Linked DNA regions of Mus musculus: all the other regions are linked to region 1. A link is a contact called in public Hi-C, HiCAR-type, HiChIP or PLAC-seq and promoter capture Hi-C data. All regions are on one chromosome and are shown on one strand. Each heading gives the region's core, a stretch centred on a gene start, on an enhancer-like site or on the middle of the called end of the contact. The rest is flanking DNA. Distances are from core to core; before and after follow the strand shown.

Region 1 (4,237 bases), core at 1,092-3,591:
AGGCTCAGACTGGGCTACACCTCGAACTGGAGTCCATGAGCCTATCCTCCACGGTGCTCTCCTCACTGCAGGCTCCAGCAAGAGGTTACATGGATGTTAGCTGTAGGTTTTGCTCGTTCCCTTCATGCAGCGCGGTAAAGATTGGAAAATCCAGGAGCTGTCATAAATGCCAGGGTTAGTGGGACACTTTCCGTTCGTTCCTCCCTCCCTGTAACTTCACTTGTTATGTGGGAATGATTAGGTAGCAGCCCCTCTGTTCTTTTACAGTGGGGACTTCCGGTGGTGGTTTGGAACGTGCCCAAAGTTTTAGGGCTTAGATCCGACTTCAGATGAAAGGACAGAGCCAAAGAAATCAAGAAGAAAGAGAAAACCTAACCCAATGGTGGTAGAAGGGGCTTAGGTCCCTGCACCAAGATGAGCAGGTAGAAAGCTCAGCTAGCAGTCTCCAGACAAGTACCGGATTCCCCCCACCACCACCTCCCCCCCCCCCCTGCTTGCTAGTCTTCCCCCCACACCCCTCCGGCGCCCAGCAGCTGCTACCAGCGGCGGCGTGTGTTGTGGCGGTGGCGGTGGGAGGCCTGGAACTTTGGGCACGATCCGGAATGAGGGAAGAGGGAAGCTGGGAGATGAGTGAAGTGGGTAGCTGAAAGCTTAGCGCCCCCTTTCCCCAAAAGAGTGGGCAGTTTAAAGGCCACGTCCACACGGAGTGACAGGCGCTTCCTTTCCAACAGTATGGTTACTGTGGGTGGGGGGTAGGGGCGGCACCCAGTGTCACAGGGACCTGGAGATGCTGCGGAAAACGCAAGCACAGGGCAGATATTCCAGCGGTCTTGTCTGCGCCTTGGTTCCTGATCTCATTTCCAGGAGCCCGACGGGGACCGTTGATCTGTGAGAGTTCCGGGTCCCCAGGACTGGTGGCTAAGTGCTTTGGTGGTGGGATTCAGCCACCATTTGTTCTCCCTGGGTTCTCAAGTGCCCTTCCCATGCGCTTTGGGTCCTGGCGCTCTCTTCCATTGGTGGCCTCTTTTCTTTTTTTAACTTCTGATTCCTGTTAAACTCCCCCTTTAGGTCTTCCTGCTTCTGCTGCATAGTCCAGCTTTTGTCCCTTGTCATTTTATTGTTCTTTTCCTGAGGTCGCCACTCCCAAGCCACCGCGACTTTCCTCAAAAAATCCCTTTTTATCCTTCGCCCATTGGAAACTCTACTTCTGCTCTTTCTAACATCTTCCAGACTGGAAACTTGTCCTAATCCAAGGTCCCCACTGAAGCATGGATCCTTAGTTCCCAGTCACGGTGCGGGTCCCCACGCTGCTCTAGGTAGGAAGAGCGCCCCGCCCCGCCCAGTCCCTGGCGCTTTTTTTTTTTTTTTTTGAAGATCCAGTTCTTCTGCCCAGACACTGTAAAGTGGACAGGAATCAGGTTGGGGTATCCTTTGCTGGGTTCTCGTGAGAAAGATATAAACAGGGGGCTGAGTCAGGGTGCGGGTATTCTTCACGTAGGCCCATCCTCTGGTCGAATGGCATTCTCTTTGGGGCCTTGAGGGGCTCTGTGGTGTCCATTCTGGGAGGCAACAAGTGAAACTGCCGGATGGGGGTGTTGCTTGTAATTGGCTGGAACAGAAGCTAGAGACTCTGTCCTGGTGGGGCTGACCCTAAAGAAGGCTTTGCATGTAGGGTAGAACAACATTGAGGAAAAACTCTATTCTTCTCAAGTCCGAATGCCCCTGTCTAGTGTCTTCACCGATTTCCCCGCAAGCGGATTTCTCAAAGGATAGATACCGGGATGCTGAAGGTTCGTGGGAGAGGGCACTGGGCAGGAGTGGTCAACGTGGAGATATTTTCAGAGTGCTAACTGATAAAGCCTAGAATGCGCTCCCTAATTCCGGATTGCCTCCCCTACTTGGGCAATGCCTTCCATCCAATCCATCCTCCGGCGGGCCGGTTGAGGCCCTAGCTTGTCCAGCTGGAGCGGATTTCAGGAAAAGAGGAAAATGGGGGCTCTCAAGCCCTCTCCAGCTTCCCTCCGTCGTCCTTCCTGATTGGCTGTGTATCCCCGGAGCCCAACTTCAGTCGCTCCAGACTGTGTCTGAGCCCCCACAGGAGACGGAGCGCTGCGACCCAGGGCAGGAGGGGCGGCCAGGCCACCTATTCCTGGGTTTGGCATCTCTCGGGGCCCCAGGGGGGGAGGAGCGCCGACAGGGTAGGCATCCATCGCCTCCTCCAGGCCCAATTCTCGGCGTCTAGCAGCCTCGGTTCCTCTCCGCCCCCCTTTCCCTCCCAGCGTCGGCCTCCCTCCTCCTCCCCCCTCACCCGCCCGCCTGCCCGCCACCTCCCCCCGGTTTCTCATTCCTGCCACTAGCGCGCTCCGCGGCTCATTCCGCGGCCGCCGCCAGCTGAGGGGAGCGTCGCGGGCCGAGGAGCAGATGCCGCGGGGGCCGCTCGCAGCCGCCGCCGACTTGTGAATGGGACTCGGACCGGGGCCCGGGCTGACACCGCTGCGCTCGCCCCGTGCCAGGGACAGCCGGCCAGGAGGTCGTGTCCACCCGCAACGGCCCCAGGTGAGGCGCTCTGCTCGGCTCTAGACCCTATCTAGATGGGGCTTCTCGGAGTAGGCAGAAAGGGGAAAGAATTGCTTCTGAAAGAGACTGTTGCGGAAGGGGGAGGTTGCTGGCTGATGGAGATCAGTAAAGCAAAGCAGAAGGGCTTTTTTTTGGGGGGGGGGTGAGGTTAAAAATCAGAGAAAAGGGAGGCAGCCTGCTGTGGACGCAGGCAGAGCAGGGGTTTGAGGCGCCAGATGTGCGCTCCCCGGTTCTTTGATTGTTGCCCCCCCCCCGGGGTGAGGGGCTGTTGCACCAAGGCTTCAGCACAGGGGGATTGCTTTGGGTTGGGGCAAGGAACTGCAGAGCGGAGCTCTGGACACGCAGACTGCTCCCGTGATGTCTCTAGGGAAAGTCGACCCCTGTGCGGTGCCCGCCCGCGCTGCGCCTGTTCCCCAGACAAGATCGCTCTCTGCGGGGTTCCTAGAGGGGATCCTCCCGCGCCTTCCTAAAGAGCTCCCCTAGACCCGGTGCCTGTGTAGAGAGTGCGGTCGAAGCCCAGAAGATAGCCGGCGGCCGGGAGGGAGCGGCGATTGGATTGGCCGCACTTTGATAGTGTGGGTCGGGGGCTGTGGACTGCGGCTCAGAGGCTGGGGGTTGCGGTGTGAGCTAGCCCCTCCAGCCCCCGCCTTTTCGGGGACTTCAGTCACCTATCCTAACCTCCCAGTGATGCAGGGAATGCTCTGTGAGCGGCTCAGACTCAGACTAGACTCGGGCTTGGACTGGAGGAAGCTTTCTAGGGTCAATGTTAACTTTGAGAATCAAACCTTCCCGGAAAGCCTGCGCCTCCTCTCGGAGCGCTCCAAGCCTCCACTGTTTCCTCACAATCGGCCTCCCTCCCTGTGCTTGGCCTCCCAGCCGGGATGTGCTGAGAGCAAGGAGCAGCGGGAAGCTGGAGGCTGCGGGAGCATCCAATTCCCCTCGCAACCCAGCCTAGCCTTGGCAGGGTCTTTTCGCTCCTGGTCCCCGGAGAAAGTGGGACCCAGGAGGCTTCCTATTCTCTCTCTTGCCAAGGCCCGGATTTCACCCGGGCTCCGCACTCCTGCCTTCAGCGGGTGAAAGGTTCGCTAGATGTTCGAAGAAGCCCTGTTGCTTTTTGTTAATAATGCAGCAGGAATTTCACGGGCTATCGCACTGCTATGAAGAAATTGCATCTTCTAATTATTTAACGGTGCCGTTTCTGCATGACGGAGGGTCGTCCCTGAGGGCTGGGAGTGGGTTTGTTAATGAAAGCCTGGCACTGCAGGAGGGTAGAGATTTGTCTAAAAGTCTCCCCTTCATTTTTTTTTTTTCTTCAAGAAATCTTTAACGATGGCTCCCGAATCCTTTCCTATTTTCTCCTGATCGGTCTTATCTGTGGACTAGGAAGCAGTAAGTTTTGGGTTTAATCACAGAAAGCAGTGATAATTAATCTGGCGAGAGGATAGATCAATTTCCTTATCTCTAGGGCTCGTAGCAGACGTCCAGGGGTTTGCGGGGTGTCTGGAATTTCTGGGGACCGGTCTACAGATGTGTTCTCAGGACCGAGGATCCCTCTCATCAGCATATTAACGAGGCTGAACTGAGTGCGAGCGCCTTTAAGGGTAGCAGAGAAAAAAGAGAAGGGACTGGCCTTCATTTCAATAATGTTGGAATTGTTTTC
Region 2 (4,237 bases), core at 1,018-3,517, 980 kb after region 1:
AGTATGGGAAGGCCTTGACTGTGAAGGAGAAGCAGTCTGTTTAATTAACCCATAGGAAACAGTTATATGTTTGTTCTATTTATTTTCTTCATGAATTCTAAACCATCCTTATATTTCATAGAACATGAAAATATGGAGGGAGAAGTATACAAGAATTCATATGTAAGAATTATTTAGTGTGTACTTCGTCTGACTCAAATGCAACTGTGTTCTTCTCCCTCATCTTGTAATAGACAGGAGCTAACATCAATATCATTGGAATTCTAGCATAGGCATTTTTGTATGACTCTGATTTTTAATGACTCATATTTCATGCTATTGCCTCATCTTTAAAAAGAGAATTTTTTGAATGCTCTTAAAGTACATTTAAGCCTTCCTGTACTCTGGTTCTGCTTCTGCAGATTCAACTGATAGCCACATTTACTTCTACATAACCTGTCATTGTTTAATGTTACAGCATTATATACAAAGGGGATATAGAAAAAGTTGACCATTTTACTAGACATGTACATTCTTGGATTTTGGTATCTGTATGGATCCTTGGGACCAGTAGCCTCTGGATGCCAAGAGAGAGTTACATATTTCCCTTGTTCTACAATACATTTCTAAAGAGACATGAAGGTAAAGGTCTTAGTTTCACTATTGCTGTGATGAAACACCATAACCAAAGCAACGCGAAGAGGAAGGTTTATTTTACCTTACACTTCCAGGTAACAGGCCATTGTCAGGGCAGAAACTCAAGCAAGGCAGAAGCTTAGAGGCAGGAGCCAATGCAAAGGGCATGGAGGGGTTCTGCTTGTTAGATTGCTCCCCATGGCTTGCTCAGTTTGTCTTCTTATAGAACCAAGGATATCCAGACCAGGAATGATTCTACCCATAATGGGATGGGCCCTACCATATCTCTCTCCTTCTCTCCCTCTCCCTTTCCCTTCCTGTTCCTCTTCCTGTTCCTCTTTCTCTTCCTCTTCTTCTCTCTCCCTCTTCCTTCCTCTCTCTCTCTCTCTCTCTCTCTCTCTCTCTCTCTCTCTTCTCTCCTCTCTCTCTCTCTCTCTCTTCTCTCCTCTCTCTCTCTCTCTCTCTCTCTCTCTCTCTCTCTCTCTCTCTCTCTCTCACACACACACACACACACACACACACACACAAACACACACACACACAAATGCTTAACAGACTTGCCTGGAGGCCAATCTCCTGGAGGCCTTTTCATAATTTGGGTTCCCTCCTCTGTGATGATTCTAGCCCGCATCTAACTGACATAAAATTAGTCAGCACAGTCGATAATATTTTGAGTTTTATTTCACTTTTTGGCACCCAAACTAGAGGCCTTTGAATTGGAGTTTGCCAGCCAGCCAGTTTGGAATTTGCTTAGATTTTCTGGGAGTTGGCTGTTATAAATGGACACTCTTCTCCAGGACAGTCCTCTTTTGTTTATTATAGATCTGCTAGACAGAAGAGAGATAGCATATCCCCAAAATTCAGGCCTTTACCCCAGCTAAAAGATAGCATATCTAACAATAGTCTATGCACACTTGCCTACTGTTAGGCTTCTTGCCAGCCAGCCAGCTTATGGGCAATTCCTATAGCAGTTCTTTCCTTTCCAACTGTTTTCTCCATGTTCTTGCCTGAAAGCAGAGGTTGTAAATGAATCCTGATTGTGGATAAGAAGGAACAGGTCTAATGCTTGTCTCAAGGATACATATGCTGTGATCAAGAAAAGATAGCTGGATGATTAATGCATCGTTTCCGAACCAGGGAGAGATATGCCAGTTAAGAGATCAAAGAACTGATTATATTTCTGAGTGGTGGTCTTCTGTGACTTGCAGAGCAAATGCATGTTGGTAATTCCTCAATCTACTTCCAGTTGTTGGAAAATCCTTTCAAGAGTAATAACTTTATGCTCATTACTGTTTTTCTTCCCATTTGCACATCCCCTTCAGATTTATCCTTGCTTCTAAAATAAGCATCCATGATATTTATAAACAGGCTAAATTTTACATAGGAGTATTTCAGCGATTTTTTTTTCTAACCAGAACTGTTCTTTTTTTAATGGCTGTCCCTGTAAGCCTGCCATGAATTGTGTCCTATATTTAGTGACTGCTTACCCCCACCCAATTTAAAGTGCTTTGGTAGTAATGTTTCACTAGAATCTCTAGTTTTCTGAAACTACCTCCATCACAGGCTGCCGAGGGTTCCTTATGAGATAAGCTGTGTTGGTATCTGCTCTGCTTTCACAATCCTCACACAGCTCTCTGACTGCCTGGGAAAAGAGTTTGGAAATTTTTTTGGGTTTCTAATTATTTCATTGGGAAATTTGGAGAGGCTGAGCTAGCACATCTTGGCTACTCAGATGGCATTTGAAAGTGGAAATTATTCCAGTTGAAGTTTCTGAGTAGAGAAGTGAATGATTGGAGCTATCCTTAAAGATAATAAAAACTTGGCTGTAATGTTTGAAAGTGTTAGAAGGAACTAAGTTTCAGAGAAAGCAGTTTTTTACAATCACTATAAAACTTGAAGTCAGAGGTAATGAAGATGTAAAATAGTGTAGTATTTATAAAAATATGTTTTTATTTTCTAATTCTTAATTCAAAGCACGCAAGGAAACATATCTCCAGGAAATACCTTCCCCCTAAATGAGAAACAAGCTTGTAAGCAATTTAATGATATGAAGTTAGCTTTATTTTTGGGAGACCAAGAATATAATATCATATATCTTATGTCATATATATTGTGATTATTCAAATCTAGTATCTAAGTTATAAGTTAAATTTCACAGCTCTTTTATCTTATTGCCAGAACTGATTGCTTATGATTTCCAGGTTATACATGACTATTTCACTTTTATCTATCTATTGATGTAAAACAAATCTCTCTATTGTCTTAATTTTATTAAAATGAGAACGTAGTGTTACTATTATGCGGTGATAGCTTGTCTGTCCATCAGAAATGAATTATGAACATTGTTATCTCTGGGACCCATGAACATTATTTCCGCTCTTCAGAATGGTGACTGCAGCCCACATATGTTTTCAAGCTGATATGTCTCAGTGAGATAACTCAGTAGGAGCGGCAGGTTTTGTACCATGTTAGCATTGAAGCTTCCCATCATTTGCCATGGCTGAAACAACGCGACATGAAATAAAACACTATAACATGTCAGCTGGAAAATTTAAACATTGTTTTTTCCCAAGGAAGAACAGAATCTTTATATTTTAAAGCACCCGATTTCATCGGCAGGGGTGTGACATGGGGGTGTTATGCTATAGTCCTGATTCTTCTAGAATGCTCAGCTAGAGGAAAAACTCCTTTCCTGGTTTAGAATTGCTCATTTCCCTGTTTAGGGGACAATTCTCAACATGCTACTTTGTGGCTACTAAAATGCAGAAAGCTCAAGAAAGCACTCAGATGAATATAGAACGATAAACTGTTGTTTATGTGTGACATTACTTTCTATGGCTAGATTTCCAAAGCAAGCTATTGAATTCACAACGATACCCTCAGTTACAAATGTCTGTCTTGCTATGTGAGCCAAAGAAGAGGAGAGTTACGATTACAGTACAGGATTTTAACAGCAGATCAGGGGGTAGACCCATGGCTCCGCAGTTCAGAGCAACTGGTGCTTGTTGCTTCTCATCAACAGAATGAAGTTCAGTTTCTAACAGCTGTCTAGTAGCTCACCGCTGCCTGTAACTCCAGTCTCAAGAGGTTCTGACTGTCTCTTCTGGCCTCCATGGCCACCAGATCACCTCTCTCTCTCTCTCTCTCTTCTCTCTCTCTCTCTCTCTCTCTCTCTCTCTCTCTCTCTCTCTCACACACACACACACACAAACACACACACATACACTTAACAAAGTTAAAATAATTTTTAAAATTTAAAGTGTATAAGAACCAGTTACAGAGAAACAGGAAGGTAATGGTGCATGGGTATATTTCCTTGTACCATGGGTGTGTGCTAAATCATAATTTGCATGACATGTAATGAAAATTGTAGAAGAAACTATAGTCTTTATCTATGCCCTCATATTATCCTTTCTGACCCATCACTTAAATGTCTAGTTAAATATATATTTATCTTTATTTATTTTTAGTGCATGAATATTTTGTATATTACAGCATTAGGTTGTTTAGCCAGGTGTGTGCCTAGGCCCCGTGGAGGCAGTAGAGGGCATCTGATCTTCTGAAGAGGAGTTCCAGGTGGCTATGGATCACTGAGTGCCTGCTGAGAATCAAACCCAGATCC
Region 3 (4,237 bases), core at 657-3,156, 960 kb before region 1:
GTCTTTGAGGTGGGATGTTAGATATAAGCATGAGATTGTCCATCACATCTGCTCTTAACTTAGCTGCCTTTTGAGTACATGAACCATCTGTTAGGCATATGGCCAGATTTAACTTTTGGAATGTTACTTTGGACTTAGGGGTATAAATTGGATCAATAGTCCAATTTGATCAAGGTCAATAGTAGACAAACCCAGTTTATAAGAAGAATTTTCCAGTAGTTCGCTAGTCTCTTCAAAGCTTTGAAATTTGACTGCTTCTTCAAGTCATGATCAGTGTTTCTAAAAAAAACAATGCAGGGCAGTAGTAGCTGTGGGTGCAGCCAAAAGATGCATGAGAGGAGACAGTTAGTGTAGTCTGTGTTAAACAGTATTGTTCTAAGTCTTTACATCTTGGGGCTTTATCTTTGGAAGTGCTTAATAGAAAGACCAGTGGTGTTAAATGCCAAGAGGCTGAGCGTGGTTTTAACCATTTCCCCTTTCCAGAACTCATGGAAAGGCGAGTAAATATGTATGGGGTTACAACTCTTGGCTTTAGAACTGAACCTTCTCTTCTTGCAATAGTATCATCAGACACTCACCTTGTTGCGGGGGAAATTAAAGATGAAATCAGAACTTTCAAATATCCTGCGGGGTATATTGATGTGAACGTGGAACATCCATATCAGATGCCTTTGGTCTAGGGAAGGGAAAGTTATCATATTTCACTTTCTTGAGGAGAAATAACGTTTAGAGCCAATGGAGGTTTGTCTTGTGCATTTCCAGTGTCTCACGTGTAATTGAGATAATTCCTCTCTTTTACATTTTCTTCCTGCTGCTTGGAGGAAATAGCTCTTTATTAGTTTCAAAAGCAGATTTCCTTGGTCTTCGAGGGGAAGAAACTCCCTGCCATTCCTTGGCTGTAAAAAGTATGACAGAAAATCCAGGAAAGGGCAAGGTCAGAGCTGCAGTTAACACATTCCCTGGAAGCGGTTGGGCCGTAGCTCTGGGGTTTCTCCTATTTCCTGCTGCTAGGCTGTAAGAGTGTCTGTAATTACAGGTGTGTTCTCTAAAGCCATCTCTCTGTGTAAATAACAGCAGCCTCCATTTCAAACTCTGCCCTCTTGTCTCTGTCCGAGCACTTTGTACATGTGGATATACAGAACACACCACCACTGATGTGAGAGAATCATGTGTACCCTTTCCTCCTTGGACTGACCTATCCTTTGTGTGATGGTCATTTTTAGAGTCAGATGAGGTTTTTTTTCTGTGGGCAAGGAGTTTAAACTTTCTGGATCAGTGCACACAATTGTGTTGATGGAAAAAACACTCTAGACCTCCTTTTGATGATGATGATGATGATGGATGTGTTTTCATGCCATGTGCTTATATGCACACATAAGTAGAGACCAAAGGAGAATGTCAAGTGTCTGACTCTATCACACTCTACCTTATTCTTCTGAGGCAGATCTGTCACTGACGCTGGAGCTTACGCTGGTTTCCACAATTGCTGTGAAGCTAAGAGTACCTGCTTCCATGCAGGTCTTGGATGCTAAGATAACCACTGGGAAAATGAATGTGCTGAGAGGTTTGTTTGTTTGTTTGTTTGTTTTTGATACAGGGGCTGGAAGATGGGAGGTGGGAGGACAAGGTCTGCCAACATTTATTTCCTTGCAAGCATTGCTGGCCAGACTCTCAAGAGCATCGCCCTCTTTGTGGAAGTAGTCTCTTGGCAGCAGCTGGTGGTCTCTCCGGATGGATGCTCTGTGTGAGTCTTATCCAGCGGAGGAGAAGCAGCAGCCCTGTGTGTCTCTGAAGCTCAACACCTCAGTCCTGAGTTGGGCCCGGCTGGGAGGGAGGGGAGCAGGGAGCGATGTGTGGCACGCAGTCCCCTGTTTTCTTACAGCAATTGCATGAAGACTACAAATATTTGAGCTGATTGTACTCGCTTACACGCAGCAATGAATCATCTTGTGATGAGAGGCCTGAAATATGCTGGGATGAAATTAACGTCAATTGAAACAGAAAATGGATTCTAGCTCCCTCCACAATGAGCCTCAGAAGATGGGCTCAGAGTGCAGGGAGCTGGCTGCTGCTATTCTTAGTGGCAAAAAAGCCCATGCCTTTGGTATTGCTTTTTCTATTTTTATTTTCTTAAAAAGCTTCTTTTCTCCTCCTCCTCTGGGGGGTACCTTTTAATCAGAGACTTTGTCTGGTTCAGGCTCCATTTTGACTTCTTGGATCTCTGGGGATAAAAAAAAATGTTTAAGAAAGAGAAAACTCATACAGACCTTTAGAATCTAAAGGAAAAGAAAAATTAGGACCTTTATCCTAAAAAGTTCCCATTTCTCCGGAACACTAGATGAATTGTTGCTAGCTGCTGAGGTCCTGTGATTTTGTGGGAGGGTGATGGGAAGATTCTGAAATACTAACCTATGTTCCCTCTGCAGATACCCACTCCACTTGTAGACATCTGTTTGCGTTGTGGATTTTTATTTTCATAAACATGGGCCCTATAGGAAACAGAAGGAGCTCACGCCTAGGGTAGACTGAGAGAATCCGTGCTGGGTGTCAGTGAGGTTTCCCTGGGCTGAAGTGAGCAGACCCCAAGGGAACACAGTGAGCTGGTGGTGGGTATCTTAGAAAAATCCTGGGGCTCTGAGTAGCTTGGAACCCTGGAATCCTCCGGCAGGACCTCCCCAGCAGGATCTCTGCTTGGTGACTCACCTTGGTTATCATCATGACCCACCCGAGAAGAGTTGCTTCCATTAGATGGATCTGTAGTCCATGTTTTTGGTATCCAATTGATGTGAAAAGTCCAGCTAACTGTGAGTGGCACAGTCCTAGAGTGGGCCTAGGCTGTATTAAAAAAAGAGCTGAGCAAGCTTGAGAGAACAAGCCTGATTTCTCCCATGATTCCTTCCTAACTTCTGACCTTGACTTTCCTCAATGATAGACCTATAAAGTTGAGGTAGACTTTTTCTTCCTCAGCATGCTTTGGGTCACATGTTGGTTTTATTGTAGCAAAGGAAAGCAATGACACTCTAATAGCTACTTGCTTTGTTGGTTAGTCTAGAGTTCTGGGCTCTGGTCCGTGGCTCATGAGACCACTGCTCATGGCCATGACAGTCTAAAGATCATTGTGGACGTGCTCTGGCCACCTGCCCCACTGCAGCACCTTGGATAGTATGAGTATGACCGGTACCAATCTAGGAATGTGAGTTTTGAAGTTCAGGAAGCCACAGGGGAGTCAGTACTTAACTGCATTGGTCTTTGCTCTCTCCTGGAAGTGAAATGGGAATTGTGCAGGGTCATTACCAGGGGACCACACTAATCTCAGTTCTGTTCTGTTCCTGCCCTGAGCATTGGCATCTTGTCTCAACATTGCTCAGTCTTCATTCTGACTTCACTAAAACGACCGAGATTCACTTGGGACTGAATTCATGTAGGCAGAGAGGTCCAAAGACACAAGCTTTTGGAGGCTACAAGTTTGTGGGTTTTTTTTGTTTGTTTGTTTGTTTGTTTGTTTGTTTGTTTTTTGATATGTTCTGAAAATCTTGATATCCTTTAAAAGCAGGGCAGATGTGAGTAGATGCCATATGACCAGCTTGTTATGCCATTTAGGGAACCAGGCATCTGCGTTTGAACCTATATCTAATGCTCAACACACGCAAATGACTACTTTTGACCTCTTTGTGATACGTTCCTCTTGCTAGTGAGCTGATGAAGTTCATGACTGTAGCCTCCCTTGGGGATTGTGATGAATGCATGGGTCAACTCTTGCTAAGAGCTTAACAAAGTACCAGGTACATGGAAACGATCTGGAAGGGCTAGCTAGTTCTGACCACAGGTCTTATTAAGCTCAACTTCCCTTCATCCCACCTTTCCCTCGGTTTGTCTTGTGAATCCACTTAGACTTTCTGGGAGGTAGAGTTTGGAAACTTCTATGTCTTCCTCAAGGAAGAATGGTTTCTATAAGATATACTTGGGCTTAGTAATGGACTTTGATATCCCTGTAGGGCTGAGCCATCTTTGTAGAAGAGGAGTTGGTCCCCTGGCTTTTTCTTTTGCCTTCTTAACCTTTGGCTTCCATATCTTCTCTGCCTTTACCCTCTACTTCCACAGAACTCGATTTCTCTGTGTCTCTCCAGGTCTGTAAGAGTGCTACAAGACAGACCTTAGAAGCAGGTCCAGACATGAGGATTCACAGACAAGTGGCTACTGGGAAGTGATTTCTGGTGTTTTGTTTGTTTGTTTGTTT
Region 4 (4,237 bases), core at 593-3,092, 910 kb before region 1:
AAATCCTTCTCTGGAAATAGCAGATTCTGCACGAGGCTGACATGAATGATTACGGCTGACCGTTTTGCCATGCTCAGTTCCTTCTAGAAAGTACAGGTAAAGATTGGCTGCTTGGCCAGAAACTGCAAGGAATCAGTTCGTGTGCTGAAAGCTCAGTGGACTCAGTATCCCTTGGTGACAGCCATGGGATGAACTTGAGGGATAGCTCTAGTTGGTGTTGTGCATACATTTAGGGCCCCACGCCAGAGCAGGTTGGAAATGGATTAAGGAGAGAAAGCACACTGAGGGAGGTGGGTGCAGGAGCAGAGAGAGATGGCAGCTATGTGAATGTCTGTGTGGTTAAAGACCAAGGGTTGTGGCTTTGAAGGTGAATAGGAGCACCCCACAACACATCCTCATCACCATCCTTAACTGTCTTTTCACTACAGCCACCATCAAGCTTCACCTTCTGTCGATCGACCATGTGTCTTAGGACCAGCAGGTGGGTGTTCCTGCCAGCATCTCCTCAGAAGACAGGAGCACAGAAGGCTTGTCTTTAGTGAGAGAGTGAAGAGGGGACATGGAGGAACAATTCCCATACAGTCCTGTGAGAGAGTCCAGCTCTGCCATTCTTGGTCAGGTCTTGACTTTTGTTTTACTACTGTCTGGAAACCTCCTCACTCAGCATCTTTGAGGAAGAATGACCTCAGGAAGTTTTGTGCATGCTCATGCTGCATGGGCATCCTGCATAAATGTAAACTGTCATTCTAACTGCCATTGTCATGCCATCATTTTATCCCCTGTCTGTCTCTCTCTCCTTTCTTTATCCTTTTGCCAGTCAAAAGCCTCTATCATTTGACTATAGTCTTCAAATATCAGTGTCCCATAAGACTGGCCAGCCACATTGGGGTTTTCAGAGCACCACACTGGGTGTCTCAAGAGACAGAGAACTGTGCCTTTTCTTCTTTATAACAAAGTGTGTGTGTGTGTGTGTGTGTGTGTGTGCGTGTGTGTGGTCTTTCTCTTCTCTTCTCTTCTCTTCTCTTCTCTTCTCTTCTCTTCTCTTCTCTTCTCTTCTCTTCTCTTACTTCTCTTCTCCTTCTCATTCCTTTCCTCCCTTCCCCCCATCCTTACCCCAGCATCCTAGGATAACCAACACACAATGTCTAATATTCTGATAGACTACCAACTACTTTCTGATAGTCCATGGTAACTCCCATTAGCTGTGTAGAAGCTGTGTAGATATACAACCTGAACCTCAAACACGGGGCATGTTTAAGGTTGTCTAATTCGTTTTACTCCAGGTCTGCCTGACACTGAAGCTCTGTGCCCCTGCTTCCTGCTCACCCTATGTCTGTTGGGATCCTATGGTCTTCTCCTTTTGTTGCCTCTGCTTTTCACTTTGGCATTTCTAAAGGAATTTTCCCCTTTCTCCTGGTGTCCCCAAGATGTCCTTGAGGCCAAGAAGGTCAGACCTTCAGGTCAGGTCCCTTCAATAGGCTGGCTCTGGGGAAGTTCAAATAGAGTCTGTGTGGGCCTGAGACAGGGAGGGACATCCCCATTGGCCTAGAGTAGGGATGCAGGAAAACTGTTGAGCCAGATTGCTAGCCTGCCCTTGGTGAGCATGCGCTCCTTCTGCCAAGGGGTGATCTGGAGCACCGAGGCAGTGATTAATAAAGCCCTCAAGCCCACGGCGCAGACATTTTTATTAGCAGTTGCATGTACAGATGTAGCAATTTTTAGAACAGGAAGCAGCGACACATACCCTGGGGCTGCTTCAGCTCCTGCAGGCTCCATTCTGTATCCCAAGCTCTGAGCTGAAGGAGGGGATCCTGCCTCATCTTTCCCATGCTGGGCTGCAGTCGCACAGGGAACAGCATATGGCTTTCATTACTGGCTTGCTCACAGACTCACCTGCAGAGCTGTGTAGCGTCCACACAACCCCTGTGTTTTGCCTCTGGTACATGTGCAGAGACATGTCTGGCATGCACCCAGATGATGCTGAGGCTGTTCTGGGGAGTGGGGGGGGGCACACACAGAATCATTGCTATAGGACCATGATCCTGGCCACTGTAGGAATCACCTGCAAATCCTTTAAAGACTAATAAAGCCTGAGTCTCACCATAGAGCAGCTGCAGTGGGGAATCGGACACGGTGCCTCCCAGAGCCCCCAGATGATTCTGCTGTACCAGTTAATACAGACTTTAACTCAAGATTCATCCACTCTTCAAATACCCTGCCGACTTCACAAAATTAAGAATGACCATCTTTGACCATAATGGCGGGGGGATATAACTAAAAAAACTACCTACACAACAGATAGCTCCCTCCTTCTTCACTTGTTTGATGGGTTGAATTGGCCAAGAAAACGTTACTGAGCACACACTGTGCACCAAGAGTTGGACTGAGCAGCAGATCGGGAAGAGCAATACAGACCACAGACATCCATGGACATAAGCTGGGGGCTAGTCTGTCGAAGAGAAAAGATTCAAAGTCGTTGAATATTTAATACATACATGCAGGTTATACCTAGTGTGAGTTTGTCTATGTTCCCATCCAGGTACTGACCAGACCCAATCCTGCTTGGCTTCTGTGCTGTGTTCAGGATGCACTGGGTGTGCTAAGGAGGGAATGGACACGGACAAGTGCACCCATTTTCAGGAAACCGCTCTGCTGCTTGTGTCGGCTCCTAGGTTTCTTCTGGTTCTGGCTGGACTGAAGAAGCCGTTCTAGTCGCCCTAGAGCTGACATCCCTAGGAAGCCGATCAAGTAAATATTCATCCTTCACTATGGGAGAAGCCCATCTGGCCTCCTCTATAGATGTCAGCCTTGCGTGAGACAATGTCTTGGACACACTAACACCATGCACTTGGCTGCTGGAGAATTACCATATGTGGAAAGCCAACCAGGCCAGGCTAATGTTGGTTATTTATTTATTTATTTTAGCTTTCCCATGAGAATTAACATTTTTAAGTGTATGCATCTCTGTGTATTCAACATACTGTTTGTGTTTATCAACAGAAGGCTCAAGTCATGAGGTACAGTGCATGGTCAGCTTTGAAGAAGTTTTCACCCGGCTCAAGTCAGAGATGGGATACATATTTCATTTGGGGACTGCGAGTCCTGGGGACTTGGGTACTCATTTTCTCTAATATTGTGATGGCAGAGAGGAAGAGAGTTCTGTGAATTCAACTGTAGAAGAATCACGGCTGTCCCCTCAGTGTACCAAGCGAGCCTAAGCCAGGGTTGGTGAAGCACAGTTTTTATAGAGCATCTGAGACGTCGGCATGTGGCTGAGGGCATGACACTCGGCCAGTGAATTCACCTCACCTCAGCCGCCATTTCTCCCTGCCTCCACACAAGGCTTCACATGGCCAGTGCTTCCAGAGAACGCAGCCATGTTGGTTACAATCTCTCTTTTTTAGGGAGGTGCTTCTTCAGTCAGTAAAGTGCTTGCCATGCAAGACCCGCGTTCTAGTCCCCAGAATCCATGTAAAATCAACACAGCTGGGCACCGCAGCGTATGCCTGTGATCCAGGTGCTGCAGAGGAAGCGACAGGAGGATTCCTGGGACATTCAGACCAGCCAGTCTAAGGGAATCAGTGCTCCAGGTTCAGCAAGAGATGCTGACTTGAAAAATAAGGTGAATGACCAATGGAACAGATACTTGGTGTCTATCAGTGGCCTCCATGTGCATGGACACACAGAATTTTATCTATGAGAGGAAACCTCAACAAATGGAAAAACACAAACCCAGAGTCAGACGAGGTACTGTGAGCTTTGGGGAGCTGAGAAGGATGGGTAGTATTAAGGTTGATAAGCCTGGCTCCCATTCTGCCTCCCTAACAGGGGAGAGGCTGAGCTGCCTGTCACTTGGCATATGGTTCCTGTAGATCAGTCCCTTGAGACAGACAAGTGGGTTTTCAGAGTTTTCATAGGTACAGTTTCTTCTACCCACATAGCATGATGAATATAGACTAATGACAAGTGACATGTGATTGTGAGGCAGCTTTTTATGTCACTCTCCTCCGTTGGGTCCTTTGTCTATGATGGAAGAAGGCAAGAGCCAGGCTTCATCGCTAGGACTTTGATGAGCCTCTAAGTCCCCTTGTCTGTCCTGGAAGAGTGGGCTTCCTGGTAACTGGGTAAGGCTCTCTGGAGGTTTCCCTTTAGTCACTCAACAAAGCAAGAAGAATCCTTTGCTAGAGAGAAAAGCTGATGTCACCTCTTCTTTAAGTGTTGCTTTTCTTAGTGATAA
Region 5 (4,237 bases), core at 1,162-3,661, 840 kb before region 1:
AATCTGTGATGCTATTAAATGATTACTGTAGAATGCTGCTCCAAAGCAATTTAGGAGTTCGCAGATTCATTGAATGGCCCAGAGTAGAGAAGATATGTGGAATTGGCTAAAGAATGGGAGCTCTGGGTGGGTACTAGATTCACATTTTAGTTTGGGCATTGTAGAAGGGTTATAACCATTGGCAAACTATTTAATCCTCAGCTTGGCTTACCCTGTCTGTCAATCCAGTGACAATAGGAATGCTCTGTCAATTATCTCAAGGATGAAATGAAATAATGCATGGTAAGTCCCTTCATTTGGTAGAACTAATGTTTGAAAAACGCGATCTGCTCTCATGATAAAGATAAAGCATCATCCATATCACTGGCACTGACAATGGTCAGTATCCATCATCAAGGATGTCAGAGGTGGAAGGCTGCCTGTGGCTATTCTAGACATGTCCTGTAAATATTTTGGGACAAAGAGGCAAATGGCATTCAGAAGGGTAAGATCAGTTCTCCAGTGACCTCACAGCAGAACAGCTGTTAGAACATGCTCATCCTGACCGCTCTGCCTTTCTCCTCCCTTGCCTTCCTCATACCACAGAAAAGAAATACATCATTAGGTTAGGAGCTCATCTTGGTATTGGCCAGGGACTTAATTAACCATCCAGCTTTGCATCCTAATTAACCATCTCTTTCCCAAGTGCTCTGTTCTCTGGGTGAAAAGTCTTTTGGGAATCTGGGGGTGAGCCAGGAGGAATCTGGCCAGGATGCTGGGTGATAGAACATACAATTGTTCGTGGCTTACAGTGGAAGTGGATAATTCTTCATTAGTCAGCACCATCCCTTCTAAATGGACGGTGATCTGGAAATGCCACTAGCCATCTCTGTTGGACTGCCAATGCCTTTACATAGCATGGTGGTCCGTGTTTCCTTATGGCATTTTTGTCTGTCTTGTGTCAGCTTAAGAGCTTTCTTTACTTTCCTGTCCTCACCATTGTCAAGCTCCTGCTGCCCTTCACAGTTCGTGTCCTGCTCTCTGCCAAAAAGCACAGTTGTTTACTCTTGGCCTTGTGATTCAGATTTAAACAGCAGGGATTTATCATAGAAATATCAAGTCATAATTACTCATTTTTTCCTCTTTGCAAATAAATAAACTGAAGCACCAAGCAGTAACGTGTTTGAGGTCAAAATGGATAACGAGAGGCAGGACTTGGATGCTACAAAGCCTAGTAGATGAGGGAAGAAGAGACTGGACTGAAATTTTATGTTACCTATGTCCTCTTTATTTATTCTTGGCTCTCCCCTTTGATTTGGGGTGAAATGGGAACACAGGAAGAGCAAGCATGTATGGGACTCAATCTTAACATACACTGCAAGTGAATCCTTGAGGGAGGAAGGATGGGTGAACTCTAAGACAAGGAGTAAAGAACTCTTCTGTCAGAATGGATGGTTTCCTGGGAAAACTAAGGGTAGCAGTGCTTGTTCTTTCAGTGCATTCTCTACAAGCAGCCCCTAGGTGCCCATCCTACCAGAGGATCCTGGGAATGAAACCTCTGAAGTAGATTACTAAGAGAGCCCAGAGGCTTCTGGATTTAGCTGAGCTTGGGTTGTGTTGTTTCTGCAGTCCCCCCCACCTTTGATATTGCTCTGTATTTTAGGCTTTGGGAGCCTTACCTTCTCAAATAAGGAGCAAGAGGCCAGTTGGCAGGTTGCAGAGAAGGTACTGATGGGGATAGCCCTATAGAAGATATCGAGTTAGAGGATCCTATGAGGCTGTAGGCATATATTGTTAGGTCTCACAGAGAGCTGCTCGTAAGCCTGTGAGTGACAGGTTGTAGTTTCTAGAAGATACTTAAACAGAGAGGAGATAAATAAATATTAATGGGAGTGAATTAATTAGTTAAGCAAAGGAGATGGTAAAGTACAGAGGGCAGACAAGAGAATGAATGTAAGCCTCGTGTATGGTGGTAACAGTTACCATGAACTTGGGTACTTAAACACTCTGCTTCTCTTATATTTGTGAACGTTCCCATCAGTCATGCAGGTAAATGTTTTTACATGTGGTTCACAGGCAGAGAAAAGCAAAGCCAGGGAGCTCTAGAGGCTTTCCCAAGGTCACCTAGTCAGGACACCAGAGAAGACCAGGACCCAGTGCCTCCCAAGCCTGAAGCCTGTGCTCTCTTCAGTAGCAGCTGTTCCTTCCTCTCCATCATGACTCAGGAGAAAAGTCAATTTTCCATGGTTGCGGTTGTTTGCTGAAAGGAGCAATTCCCTTTCCTCTATCTCTAATTTTCCCCCAACTAATTGCAAATTAGTGGTAATTTTCAAATGAAAAGAGGGATCCAGCAAGCTATCCATTTGTGCTTACCCAGCAAGACCCTGGACTTGTGACAGCTCTGTCACCATGGCAACCCTGCCTACAGGCCTTTCTGGGATCCTTGGCAGAGCTGCCTGGGCTCTGAAGGTGGGGCCGCTGGCCCTCCAGGTTAGCCTTGTCTGTTGCTTGAATGCTCCTGCAAGGGCAGAGAGTCTCAGTAGTTAAAAAAAAGCTCTGTGCTTCCTATTTACTGTTCCTTTTGATGTCTCCTGTTTGGAAGGAAGTTAAGAATTAAAACAAGAAGAAGAGGAAGAGAAAAGTAGAAAAATAATCACAACAAAAGAAACTTAGTAGAATGAAAACCTTAAAACATGCCATCTCTTTCCTCAATTCATTGCTGAGTTGTTGGGTTAAATTCCTTACCCCACGCCCTGGGGATGCAGAGGCCATAGGTCGTGCTCACAAAGGAGGAGTGACAGGAGGTTGTCCGATCTTTCTAACCCAGATCAGAAGGGAATCCCAGACCTAAAAGGAAAGATCTGTACAAAGCACTGCTCTATTAACTTGAGGTTGGGTGTATGTAAGTACCCTATCCATAGCAAATATTTGTTGAGTACCTACTGTGTACTCTGTGGCTAAAAGAATGAAGGATCTATGCCCTTGCTGGGACATTCAAGCAACAGACAAGGCTAACCTGGAGGGCTAGCAGCCACACCTTCAGAGCCCAGGCAGCTTTGTCAAGGATCCCAGAAAGGCCTTGATGTTATTAAGCAGCTGTTGACTAGTGACAAGGATGGATGGATGGATGGATGGATGGATGGATGGATGGATGGATGCCTAGTGCTGCCTGTTTTGTGAGGTAGGAATAGGGTCGGCATGATCAGTTACACTTATAAATGTAGGGACAGCTCAGTCTTGGGAAGATGTAGAAGTTGGGAAGATGGAAGAAGCTTGATTCTTCTTCTCAGCCCCATGCTCCCCAAAATAAAACTAAAACTCAAAGTTTATCTATAATACCTTATATATATCTATAAAATATATCTATAATACCTTAGCCATACAATTAGTTATGATCTGACTAGATCATAACTAAAATATACCAATTATTTTCCCCTACCTTTTGACACATGGGTGGTTACCTATGCTCAGGTACCATGCTCACATCTCCTGGGAGGATTATCCAAAGACTGGCTCTATCCCAGAACCCTTCCTGCCTCCTGGGTGTTCCACCTCCCATTTCCCGCTTAAGCCATAGGCCATTGGCTTTTCAATTGACAGGTGATGCATCCATACAATACACAAGATATTCTCTCTACAGGAAGAATTAGCAAACTGCTCAAAAAAGAAGAAATAAACCCCAGGCAAAGAGTATAATATGTATAAAAGTATGAAGGTCAAATGGGATATAATATATTTTAGTAATTCCAAGATTGGCTACTCTTACCATTCAGAGTTAACAAAATATGTTCAACTCTAGCAAAAATGAATTGAGTACTCAGGATATGGCTTGGGGAAGATGGCTTAGTGTGGGGACCACAGGAAGCCAGAGTTAAGTAATGCTCTGAGTGGGTGTGTATAGTTTGACATGGGAACAGTTATGTCAAGGAATACAGAGCCTTAGGCTCAGAGACATGGCGGAACCTTGCTCTGGAGACAGGGTTTGAGTGTCAACAGTGTGTGCAGAAAATGTCTACCATTGCTTTCTCCTCCTGAGTATTTATGGCCTGAAGACTGTTCCTTGACAGAGACTGCTCCTCCTAAAATTAGTTAAACCTGTCCCCTTAATCCAGGTGTGTACAACAAACCCTGTCTCCTTGGATATGTGTATATAACAATCCTACCTCATGTTCAATGGAATAAACACACCGAGCTTCCAGGTGTTCTGCCTTTGCTGGCAGACAGTACATTTTGTGGAAGTGTTGTCTGAAAAGTGCTT
Region 6 (4,237 bases), core at 1,150-3,649, 770 kb before region 1:
TTTTCTCTCTCTGTGTGGCTGGAGCCTCTCAGGCCCCTGCCAATGTGTAATTTATTTTCACTCTGTCAGCTGCCCTCAAGATCTGTAACTGCTGGGAACTTGCACTCTCTGGTGGCTGTCTTTCAAATCCTTACTTCAGATCTCTGTCACTTTCCATCAGGGACCCTCATCATGACTACTTGCTCTCTCTGGATCTGACAACAACATTGGTGAGATCGCCAGGCCAACTATCACTAGTGGGTGGTACTTTTGTCTTTAATTGTCTTGTCACCTTTTGGTCTTAGTGGCTCTGTTTTCCAAGGATTATTTGCCCAACGTACGGAATGAACTAGGTGGCACGTAGCTGAGCTGACAGTCACCTAGCCTCTTCTCTCTTGGCCTCCATCACCTATAAGTTGAGAACTGCTCACCTAAATGCTTAGAGGGCCAGTTTTCATTGTCTCAGACTGGATTTATCTTAAGCATCACTATTGTCCTGCATCCCTAAGGGCTTTGATTCTGCTCAGGCTTCCATGTGTGTTCTCATCCTTCTGTCCACATAAGAGGACATACAGCATTCATAGACAGTCACTTATTAAAAATCTATTATACACTCAGAAGCCAAGGCAGGCAGACATCCATGAGTTCAAGGCCAGCCTGATCTGCATAGTGAGTTCCAGGGCAGCCAGGGCACATAGTAAGACCCTGTCTCATAAAAAAAATAAAGCAGATATTTATGCAGTAGGTCCTGTAAATAAAGCAAGGGACCATGAGGTTGTCTTATTGTCCTCTAGCTGGTAACATTTAACAGTGGACTGATAACTGTTCATCAACACTGTTAGTATAAATTAGCCATTTTAGTGCAGAGGGATAGGGTATGCAGCTGGTACACAGTATTGCTACTGACTAGGAGAATAAGCCGGCTAATCAACTGGGATACCACATGACATGAGCCTAGAATTTGTAAGAGAGAAGATGAGCAATGGAAATGACTTGGAGATGTCAAGTCAGGAACAAGATACAGGTGGGCGGGGTACATACTTTGACCTACAGGATGGAGGTCCATGAACAGACTTAAAGGAACTAAAGGACTAGTCAAGGAGGCTGATGAATGCACGGCTGGAATACATTCTTTAGGAAAGAGCATGAGAGATAGAGTTCCCTTGAGTAGAGAGAAATAGTGTGAAACTGTGTGATAGGCTGTAAGGTGAGATATTTTAGATCATTTGATCAGGGAACATTTATCTACATAAGGATAATAAGGCATTAACAGCACAGGGCACATTTGCATGGGGAAGACTTGTACTCCATAGCAATGCTGGTCCCTCTATTGCTTTCTCTGGACTTCTTGCCCTGACGATAAACCAAAGGTCTTGTCAGGCTGGCAGAGGCCAGTCATGTCATGATTGGCCTCCAATATATTTAGGTAGTTATTAATTTTGAACAAAACCCAAGAACAGGTGTGGAGTGGCATCTACCTGTTATCCAAGTACCCACGAAGTACACGTAGAGGTTGCTAGTTTGAGGCAGGCCTGTATGCTGTAGCAAGAGCCCGTTTCATGAACAAGGGCAAAACAAAACAGCAGTTCAAGCTTGACAGTGAAATACAGGGACCTGACTAACATAGCCTTGCCTCCTCCAACTCATAATGTCTACTAGAGCACCTATGGGGTTCTGCCCAACAACATGCCCCCCCTCTGTTCCTACCATTTTTCAGAGTATTGGATTATTTTTTGTACCCAATTGTGTGTGCATGTGTGACTTGGTAAACCCCTATCTTTCCATGTAACTGGCCCTCTGTTACGCTGCTAAGAAGTTTCCCTTAATCATCACGACTTCTTCTGGACTTGAGTACTTTCAGTCAAGAAGCCTGCCTCTCATGTTCAGAGTGCCAGGGACCATGAAACTGAAGAAATTATGCTTTTATACCTAACCCAGAAGTGTCATCTCTCTTCAAAGGTATCCTTCTAAGTGTCATCCCTTATCCAAGGTCATTCCAGGGGACCCCACAACTCTGGCTTCTGTCAGAACTCCTGTCCAATTGGGAAGGGACTATAGGTAAACTTGAAGCTTTCCAGATAAACTGGCAAGTATGGAGAATCTATGGAAAACTTACTTTCAAGAAGGAAAATGACCATTCCTGGACAACTATAGTTGAATAATTGAGAAGACAGCCATTGACCTGTCTTTGCTTAAGCTTACAGGACCTGGGAACTTGGCTTCTGTGACTATGTCAGCAGAGGGAGACAGCCAAAAGAGACTGGATGCATCCAATGAAATCCCAATTAGGCTCTGGCCTCCGTTCCAGAACTTCCCCTTAAAAGGTTTGGTAAATGGAGACCCAACAGCCCAGCCACCTGTCTCCATAAAAATACAGCCATATGCCAACTATCCATTTACTTTCACTTTCATACCATTTGTGCCACACACCTGCTCAGGGCCAGGTTTCCCAGAGGTGCTGTGCCTTTTTCTCCCTGAGTCCACGGGATACACCAAGAGTCCGTGAATCTCTTTGGACACCACACCGCCTGCTGGAAGACTTGAAATCTGACTTCATGTCTGCTCTTTGTAGATAAAAAGGGAATGTGTGTCATGGAGATTACACAGAGCAAGAAGCAGAGAGAGTTTTCAACAACAGAAAGGCTCTTTTCTTGTGCAGCCACCTCCTGCAAATGGAAACATTCTCTCTTGGCAGGAAGACAGGAGCTCGGGAGATTCCGGACGTTTTCGAATCTTAGAAGATTCACAAGGGGTTTTCCCAGAGTTGCATGCGTAATACGTGATGCCTGAGAGAGAAGAGAACCTTTCATGAAGGGGCCTGCAAACCTGCAAGCTACGGGAAACTCAAGTGGACACAGCTTTCATGAGTCGTCATCCGCCCTGTGGTGGGCATTTTGATGATCCAGCTGCCTTTGCGTGACCCCTTGTAGGCAACCACAGTAAGCTTAGTCGCTCAGTAGGTCTTATTTGGCTGGCACTGCTTCTTTGATCTGGCATCAGAGTTTACATGGGGGATCACCAGAGGCTTCTTCACGTCTTCCACAGAAAAATCATACAACACAGGCAAGGATTCAGAGTCAGATGCATGTGCCTATAAACACCAGAACTTTGTGCTTATAACAGTCCTTTTATCAGCCAAACCTGACCTATAGTCTGGATCCTTTATATAGATGTCTCCTTCTTCCACCTCCAGGATCACTACCACCTTGCATCCTAGCAACCACTCAGAAATGCTGATGAACTTTGTCCATTTGTAGAACAAGAAGGATACAAAAACCACAGAGAAAAATCCTCCAACTCATATGGTTAGCAAATGCCGCAGCTGACATTCAATTAGATGCCAAAGCCTGGCCTCTAAAATAAGAGGGGATTCTTGCACGTTTAGAAGACCTGAATTCCCTTCCTTTTCTACGCCTCTCCAATTTTGTGACCTTACATGAGCTCCTTCATTCATGTAAAGCTTAAGGCTAACTAACATTCGGTAGGCAGATGTCTGCAAATGCCCCGTTCACAGTCCAACACTGGAACAGTAAGCGTATATCACTGATAGTGTGCTGGGGATTTGGGGATGGGGGAGGTATGGAAGGTACACTCAGGTGGATGGAGGGAAACAGGTAGAGAGAACTGTGATAAAAAGATGGGCATGGTTTCATGGGGCACAACAAACAGGGCTGTCGGACATCCTTGAAGATTTAGTGAATTCATCCAGGAGGATGGGCTCAGGGTGATGCGCTTCCCACCGATGGATCCCTATACGGCTTCCCTGCTGACATTACACGTTTCCTTTTCTGCAGCTCTGATTTCTCATTCTTCCAGACATTGCTGTGACTCTGTGGGGGGAGGCAGGAGGGACTTCTCCCTTTCCTAAGAAGCCGGCAGCAACAGGGATTTGTTTTCCCCACTCATCATGACTGTGCATGTGAGCAAGACTGGTTACTTGTTGCCCACCGTGCACGGCTGCACAGCCAGATGTTGCTGAATCTCAGGTCTCCCAGCTGGCTCAGAGCAGGCTGCAATCACAGAGGCAGGAGTGGAACCTCCTGGGCTTGTGCTTCTGGAAAGTCACCTCATTCACCAGCCCACTGAAGATGTCCGTTGGGGCATCCATCTAACTTGCCATTGGTCCCTGAGTTGGAGGAAAGTTCTACAGATTGGAAGGCTGCCTCCAAAGGACATTCTCTATGGACTTTTTCTGCCTCTGGTTGCTAATGCATGGTGCTCTGAATGAATGATTTCCCTGCTTCATCAACGTTTAATA
Region 7 (4,237 bases), core at 1,213-3,712, 710 kb before region 1:
TAGAGATGCTAGAGACAAGGATAGGCAGAGAGAGTATGCATTGGTTCTAATCAGGATTAAACTGTCCATATAACCCTGCATTTTGTTGACCATGAAGAAAACACCACTTAAAAAATAAAGGAACTTGGTTTGACATTGGTGTCTAGGATCATAAACCATTGTGATTCCTTTTAATGGTCTGGGCAGTGCATGCTATACCAAATATTTGCCTTGGAACATGGATGGGCCAATCTGAAGTTGGACAGCCAGAGTTTGGTCACACCATGTTTAATGTCCATCTTGAAAATGGACAGCTAATGCTTGGTCACTCTGTGTTCAATGTCCAACCTGAAGATGGACAGCCAGTGTTTGGTCACTCAATGTTCAATGTCCAAGCAAGAGGAAGGGTAGGGCTAGGATCTCACAGGTGGAATAGAGAGGTTGTCTTCAGAAGCTCAGTGTTCAGTCTCCTGTCCCTGCAGCCTTTGCATACTTGGTGTGTTACCTGGAGTGTCATAGCAGAGCTAAGTATCTGAGGATTTCAACAGATTTGAGTCTATGAGGATGAAGATATTCACAGCCCAAGTGGAATATGAAGGCTGTGGAGGTTTAAAGCCCCAGGGAGGGCTGAGGTCACATACTAGCTTTTCTAAATGATTTCCTGGTTCTGGGTACCTTCTCTTTCTCCCTTTGTCTCTCTTCTCTCTCATCCCAGGTCCACCTTATTCATTTTTGATTTACCTCTTGTGATTCTGTTTGTCTTTCAGTTTCTCCTTCTCTAACCCTGTCTATGTTTCTTTCCCTTCCTATCTTCTACTCTCCCACATTCCTGCTTCCTCTTGTCCATTGCTGTGACTGCTCTCTGTCTGATTTGTTCCGTCCTTTGTTTGGAGCAGCTGGCTCCACTCAGCTCTCCCTGCCAGGCCCATAACCATCCCTAGCTTAGGACAGCTGTGCTGTGATCTCTAAGCCCCATGGTAGCTGCTGCCTGACATCTCAGATATGGACATCAGAAGAGAGCTTTCAGATCTGTGGTTGGCCATTAACCAAGCCCCACCCCCTACACACCACACACCACACACCACACACACAGCCCTGCATGAGGTCCACTGAGCCCAGAAACATTGATGTTGCTATCATTCCCAAAGTGGCACATTGGAAAGTCATGGAAACTGAGGGGCAAGAAGCTTAGATCTGTGGGCTGAACTCCCTTGATTTCCAGGCCTTTTCTCTCCAGGGACCAACTTCCTTCTGCTGCCACCTCCCATGGTGCATGTGAGAGCCACAGTGGCCATCATCCATAATAGGGTTCTTAGTGGATGCCATTCTTGTGTACCCCAATACCAATTTCTTCCAGGGACACCCCTTTGTCACTCTATCCATTCTTGCTCGCTGCATTCAGAGAGCACTTGGTAAGCACTTGCTGTGCACTTGAGATAGTGTTATTGCTATCTAAAGACCAAGACTGTGGAAATAGGCTTTCAGTACTGTGCTCTGTTCCCTTGGTAAGATCATACAGGCAAGGGTCATTGACGATACCAAGGGATGTGTAGGCTATGACATGGGTATCATGATCAGGGCCAGGTGCCCACCCAGAGCCAAGTCTGAGAAGATTTCCTTTCAAGCAATGAAGTCAAAGGAGGCATTTGATATCCCGTTAAAGAAGTGGATGTATCCAAGGGTTAATGGGGAAGGTCAAGAATGTTACTCCCTTCCCTTTCCTCCTGAGAGAATACAACTTTATCCTTCGGAACCCAGCCTAGTCTTAAGCCTCCCTTTTCTACCCTTCCAGGAAGAGCTTTCATCTGTCAGAAGCTTGGTTCCCTTCCTTGGACAGAGGCTGTCTCATCTTTGACATCCCATAGCCTCAAACTTGAATTACTATCAACTATCAGTAGGGGTTATTTATTTATTTATTGGAGTGCCTGGAATCCAACCACGTGCCAGTCAGAGTTTCTACCACTGGGTGCTAAGAAACTCACAGTGGGAATTGTTAAGCTCTGATAGGTAGGTAGATGAATAAGAATAAATATATGAAAAATACACCAGGGATTATCTGAGCTCTAAGGCTCCGAAGCTTTCTTTACCCACCCAAGTTCCCTTAAGAAAACTATGTCCACACAATGTTCTGGGAACATGTTCCGTCATTCTCTCAGACTGGAAGGAGCTCCTTTTTCTCTGAAAAAAAAAAAAAAATCAAACCAACCCTCAAAAGTTGGGTGTGTTTTGTCTATGTTTCCTGCAAGCTAAGGCCCACATTTTGAGACATAATCAATTCCAATTGATTGGCAAAATCTGACTCGTATTCTCTGGGCCAACTTTGGATGGTAAAGTTCATTAAAAGCAGGCCTCTGGCAAGCCCGACACCCCTCAATGCTGCAGTAATCAGGGCTTCTTCATGCCAAGTAGCAGGATCTGCCCTAAAGAGTCCCTGGCACAGTTTTGTAGGGACTTACCCATCTGCAGCAGCACTTTTTGTAAATGAGTAATTTGACCATGATGGAAACCCATGAGGAGCTTTCCAAGCTTGGCTGGAACTGGATAGAGGGAACCGGCCGACGGAACAGATAGCTCTTGCCTGTGGGATGTGGAGACCTTCTTGCTTCTCCTTCCTGTGCAAATGTTGCTCTCTTGAGCAGAGTTATTTCTCTTGGCATTACTCTGAGGAATGCACTTTGGCCTCTGGCAGGCAAAGGGACTCCTTGGGAACGAACCTTAAGATCCCTTAAAGGGGAGATATACATATCTTTTGCACGGTTGTTTGCTTTCAGAGGCTCCAAGGAGCCAGGAAGGTATAAATTTTCTGAATCTGCATGGAGCAGCAACTTCTGGAAGTCATCAGCTCTGGAAGCAACTGACACGGGGCTCCTGCCTGTGCTTGCCAATCCCAAAGCAAGAGGCTAATTTTAACCACTATTTATGGGGTGCCCATCATGTGGCAAACACTGTACAGTATCATCAATGCATGGGGGCACTGTCACCTGCTTCCCAGCAACAACCAGAGCTGGCAAACACTGAAACCATGCTTTAAAAGCAAAACACACTTAATGAAGTGTCTTGAAAGTCCTAAATGGAAAATGTCAAAGTTTATACTTTTAAGAGACAAGGTTAGGGGCTTGGGAGGAATTTTCACAGCACTGACTCATAAATTTAAAGGGTGATATTAAAATAGTACTTTAAGAAATTATAGAAAATAAAGGTAAGAAAGAAAAACTAGTACCAATTCGATATGATTAAGATTTACATTTTTATCCATAAAGCTATGTTACATGACAAGCATGGATTTGTCCTAGAGTAGGTAGTACTTTCTGCCCTACTAGCATTTCTGAAGCCATGTTCCGTATAAGCCTGGTCCTGGAATGTCTGTTAGATGGAATGAGGGGATCCAAGTTTAGCAGAGGCTCAGCTATGGCATATGGTGAGCCTTCCAGAACTGATGGTTTACAGTCAGCTTATACAGGATGTTTATGTGCTTACTAAAGACTCTGAGAACTTGAGCTATCTTACAGAAACATGTGAACCATCTATATCTCCTTCCCTTTTAAATGACCTTGGGAAATCCATCCCACTAAGGTTATTAGGGGAAATAAATACTTCTTGTTTTCACTCGGTTTTCTCTAATTCATGCGACTCTCAGGACCCAGATGGGCAGGTTCAGTCCTGTAGTGGGAGGCAAGGGAGGAGGGACGATTAGAATTATATAGGAATTGTGTTTTAAGATTGAACGCCTCCATACACATATACACACACACACACACTTTTTAAAACAAATAAACAGGATTGAAAATGAAAGTACTTAGATGTGTAACAGCAAAAGTAAATGCAGGATCATAATTTGACAAAAGACCTCCAGGAACAGGATGTGGGTCATTTACCAGATATGGTTTTGATGTGGTTTTATTGTTATTGTTGGTGGTTGGTTGGTGTTTTGTTTTGTTTTGTTTATTATTTTTTGTTTTGTTTTTTGTTTTTTCAGTTGCCTGACTCAGGAGTGGCTCTGGTATAAGGCAGTGCCCAGATGGTCTGGATAGGAAGGCTTCGTTACTGGTGTGAGTAGGATTTCAGTGTTGACCCAGTGTAGAAACCATCTCTGACCCTGAAAGGTTTTTGTTATGTTTCTGCCCAGGCTTTCTGTCACCTGCCCGCTTTCCCCATGGTGTGTTAAGGCTCATTGCAGCAGAAGGAGTAGCTCTGTAACTTTCTGCATGCTAACTTCCATATGCAGGGTTCCCTCTTAATCTACCTGATAGCCCCAAGA

The links. Promoter capture Hi-C pulls out the DNA fragments that hold promoters and counts their contacts. A called contact is a pair of places that touch in the nucleus more often than the background predicts. HiCAR-type assays count read pairs that join an accessible place to other places. HiChIP or PLAC-seq counts read pairs in DNA pulled down with a chosen protein or histone mark.
Region 2: a promoter capture Hi-C map of hippocampal neurons shows a contact between it and region 1, with 3 times the contacts expected there. The contact joins the enhancer-like site here to the promoter of Cdh11 in region 1. A contact is called at or near these places in 3 of 39 promoter capture datasets (embryonic stem cells, hippocampal neurons and liver), 1 of 484 Hi-C or Micro-C datasets (cerebral cortex) and 2 of 115 datasets of contacts at active chromatin or transcription factors (embryonic stem cells and neural progenitor cells).
Region 3: a contact with region 1 is called in a Hi-C map of embryonic fibroblasts, with 4 times the contacts expected there. The contact joins the enhancer-like site here to the promoter of Cdh11 in region 1. A contact is called at or near these places in 8 of 39 promoter capture datasets (the 3T3-L1 cell line, embryonic stem cells, hippocampal neurons and 3 more), 6 of 484 Hi-C or Micro-C datasets (cerebral cortex, cortical neurons, embryonic fibroblasts and 3 more) and 10 of 115 datasets of contacts at active chromatin or transcription factors (the NIH/3T3 cell line, SST interneurons, craniofacial prominence and 7 more).
Region 4: an H3K4me3 HiChIP or PLAC-seq map of embryonic limb bud shows a contact between it and region 1, with 6 times the contacts expected there. The contact joins the enhancer-like site here to the promoter of Cdh11 in region 1. A contact is called at or near these places in 4 of 39 promoter capture datasets (the 3T3-L1 cell line, hippocampal neurons, liver and 1 more) and 6 of 115 datasets of contacts at active chromatin or transcription factors (embryonic forebrain, embryonic limb bud, embryonic stem cells and 3 more).
Region 5: a contact with region 1 is called in an H3K4me3 HiChIP or PLAC-seq map of craniofacial prominence, with 6 times the contacts expected there. The contact joins the enhancer-like site here to the promoter of Cdh11 in region 1. A contact is called at or near these places in 1 of 39 promoter capture datasets (hippocampal neurons), 1 of 484 Hi-C or Micro-C datasets (muscle stem cells) and 8 of 115 datasets of contacts at active chromatin or transcription factors (SST interneurons, craniofacial prominence, embryonic forebrain and 5 more).
Region 6: a promoter capture Hi-C map of hippocampal neurons shows a contact between it and region 1, with 7 times the contacts expected there. The contact joins the enhancer-like site here to the promoter of Cdh11 in region 1. A contact is called at or near these places in 8 of 39 promoter capture datasets (the 3T3-L1 cell line, 3T3-L1-derived adipocytes, hippocampal neurons and 3 more), 2 of 484 Hi-C or Micro-C datasets (both in uterus), 8 of 115 datasets of contacts at active chromatin or transcription factors (the NIH/3T3 cell line, craniofacial prominence, embryonic forebrain and 5 more) and 1 of 9 other capture datasets (embryonic stem cells).
Region 7: a HiCAR-type map of fibro-adipogenic progenitors shows a contact between it and region 1, with 7 times the contacts expected there. The contact joins the enhancer-like site here to the promoter of Cdh11 in region 1. A contact is called at or near these places in 4 of 39 promoter capture datasets (the 3T3-L1 cell line, frontonasal cranial neural crest, hippocampal neurons and 1 more), 8 of 484 Hi-C or Micro-C datasets (3T3-L1-derived adipocytes, cranial neural crest, nephron progenitors and 1 more), 12 of 115 datasets of contacts at active chromatin or transcription factors (SST interneurons, VIP interneurons, craniofacial prominence and 9 more) and 2 of 9 other capture datasets (adipose tissue and embryonic stem cells).

What each region holds. Positions count from the first base shown.
Region 1 is chr8:102,783,215-102,787,451 of GRCm38.p6, reverse strand. It overlaps Cdh11 (cadherin 11), which reads left to right and starts at 2,341. Exons shown (of 13, transcript NM_009866.5): 1 at 2,341-2,556.
Region 2 is chr8:101,801,076-101,805,312 of GRCm38.p6, reverse strand. No RefSeq gene overlaps it. Among named protein-coding and RNA genes, the nearest start is that of Gm46070, 20 kb to the right of the region's middle. Within about 2 kb of position 2,267, at least 6 of the 459 cell types and tissues checked have an H3K27ac peak or open chromatin away from gene starts, as enhancers often do. A contact at or near this core is called in hippocampal neurons, where this site is marked.
Region 3 is chr8:103,739,265-103,743,501 of GRCm38.p6, reverse strand. No RefSeq gene overlaps it. Among named protein-coding and RNA genes, the nearest start is that of Gm39235, 19 kb to the right of the region's middle. Within about 2 kb of position 1,906, at least 20 of the 459 cell types and tissues checked have an H3K27ac peak or open chromatin away from gene starts, as enhancers often do. A contact at or near this core is called in the NIH/3T3 cell line, SST interneurons, cerebral cortex and 3 more, where this site is marked.
Region 4 is chr8:103,692,101-103,696,337 of GRCm38.p6, reverse strand. No RefSeq gene overlaps it. Among named protein-coding and RNA genes, the nearest start is that of Gm39235, 28 kb to the left of the region's middle. Within about 2 kb of position 1,842, at least 10 of the 459 cell types and tissues checked have an H3K27ac peak or open chromatin away from gene starts, as enhancers often do. A contact at or near this core is called in embryonic limb bud and second pharyngeal arch cranial neural crest, where this site is marked.
Region 5 is chr8:103,622,150-103,626,386 of GRCm38.p6, reverse strand. All of the region lies in intron 1 of 4933400L20Rik (RIKEN cDNA 4933400L20 gene), which reads right to left. Among named protein-coding and RNA genes, the nearest start is that of 4933400L20Rik, 20 kb to the right of the region's middle. Within about 2 kb of position 2,411, at least 34 of the 459 cell types and tissues checked have an H3K27ac peak or open chromatin away from gene starts, as enhancers often do. A contact at or near this core is called in craniofacial prominence and muscle stem cells, where this site is marked.
Region 6 is chr8:103,550,388-103,554,624 of GRCm38.p6, reverse strand. No RefSeq gene overlaps it. Among named protein-coding and RNA genes, the nearest start is that of Gm32642, 19 kb to the left of the region's middle. Within about 2 kb of position 2,399, at least 7 of the 459 cell types and tissues checked have an H3K27ac peak or open chromatin away from gene starts, as enhancers often do. A contact at or near this core is called in hippocampal neurons, where this site is marked.
Region 7 is chr8:103,491,601-103,495,837 of GRCm38.p6, reverse strand. No RefSeq gene overlaps it. Among named protein-coding and RNA genes, the nearest start is that of Gm32642, 78 kb to the left of the region's middle. Within about 2 kb of position 2,462, at least 31 of the 459 cell types and tissues checked have an H3K27ac peak or open chromatin away from gene starts, as enhancers often do. A contact at or near this core is called in 3T3-L1-derived adipocytes, VIP interneurons, adipose tissue and 1 more, where this site is marked.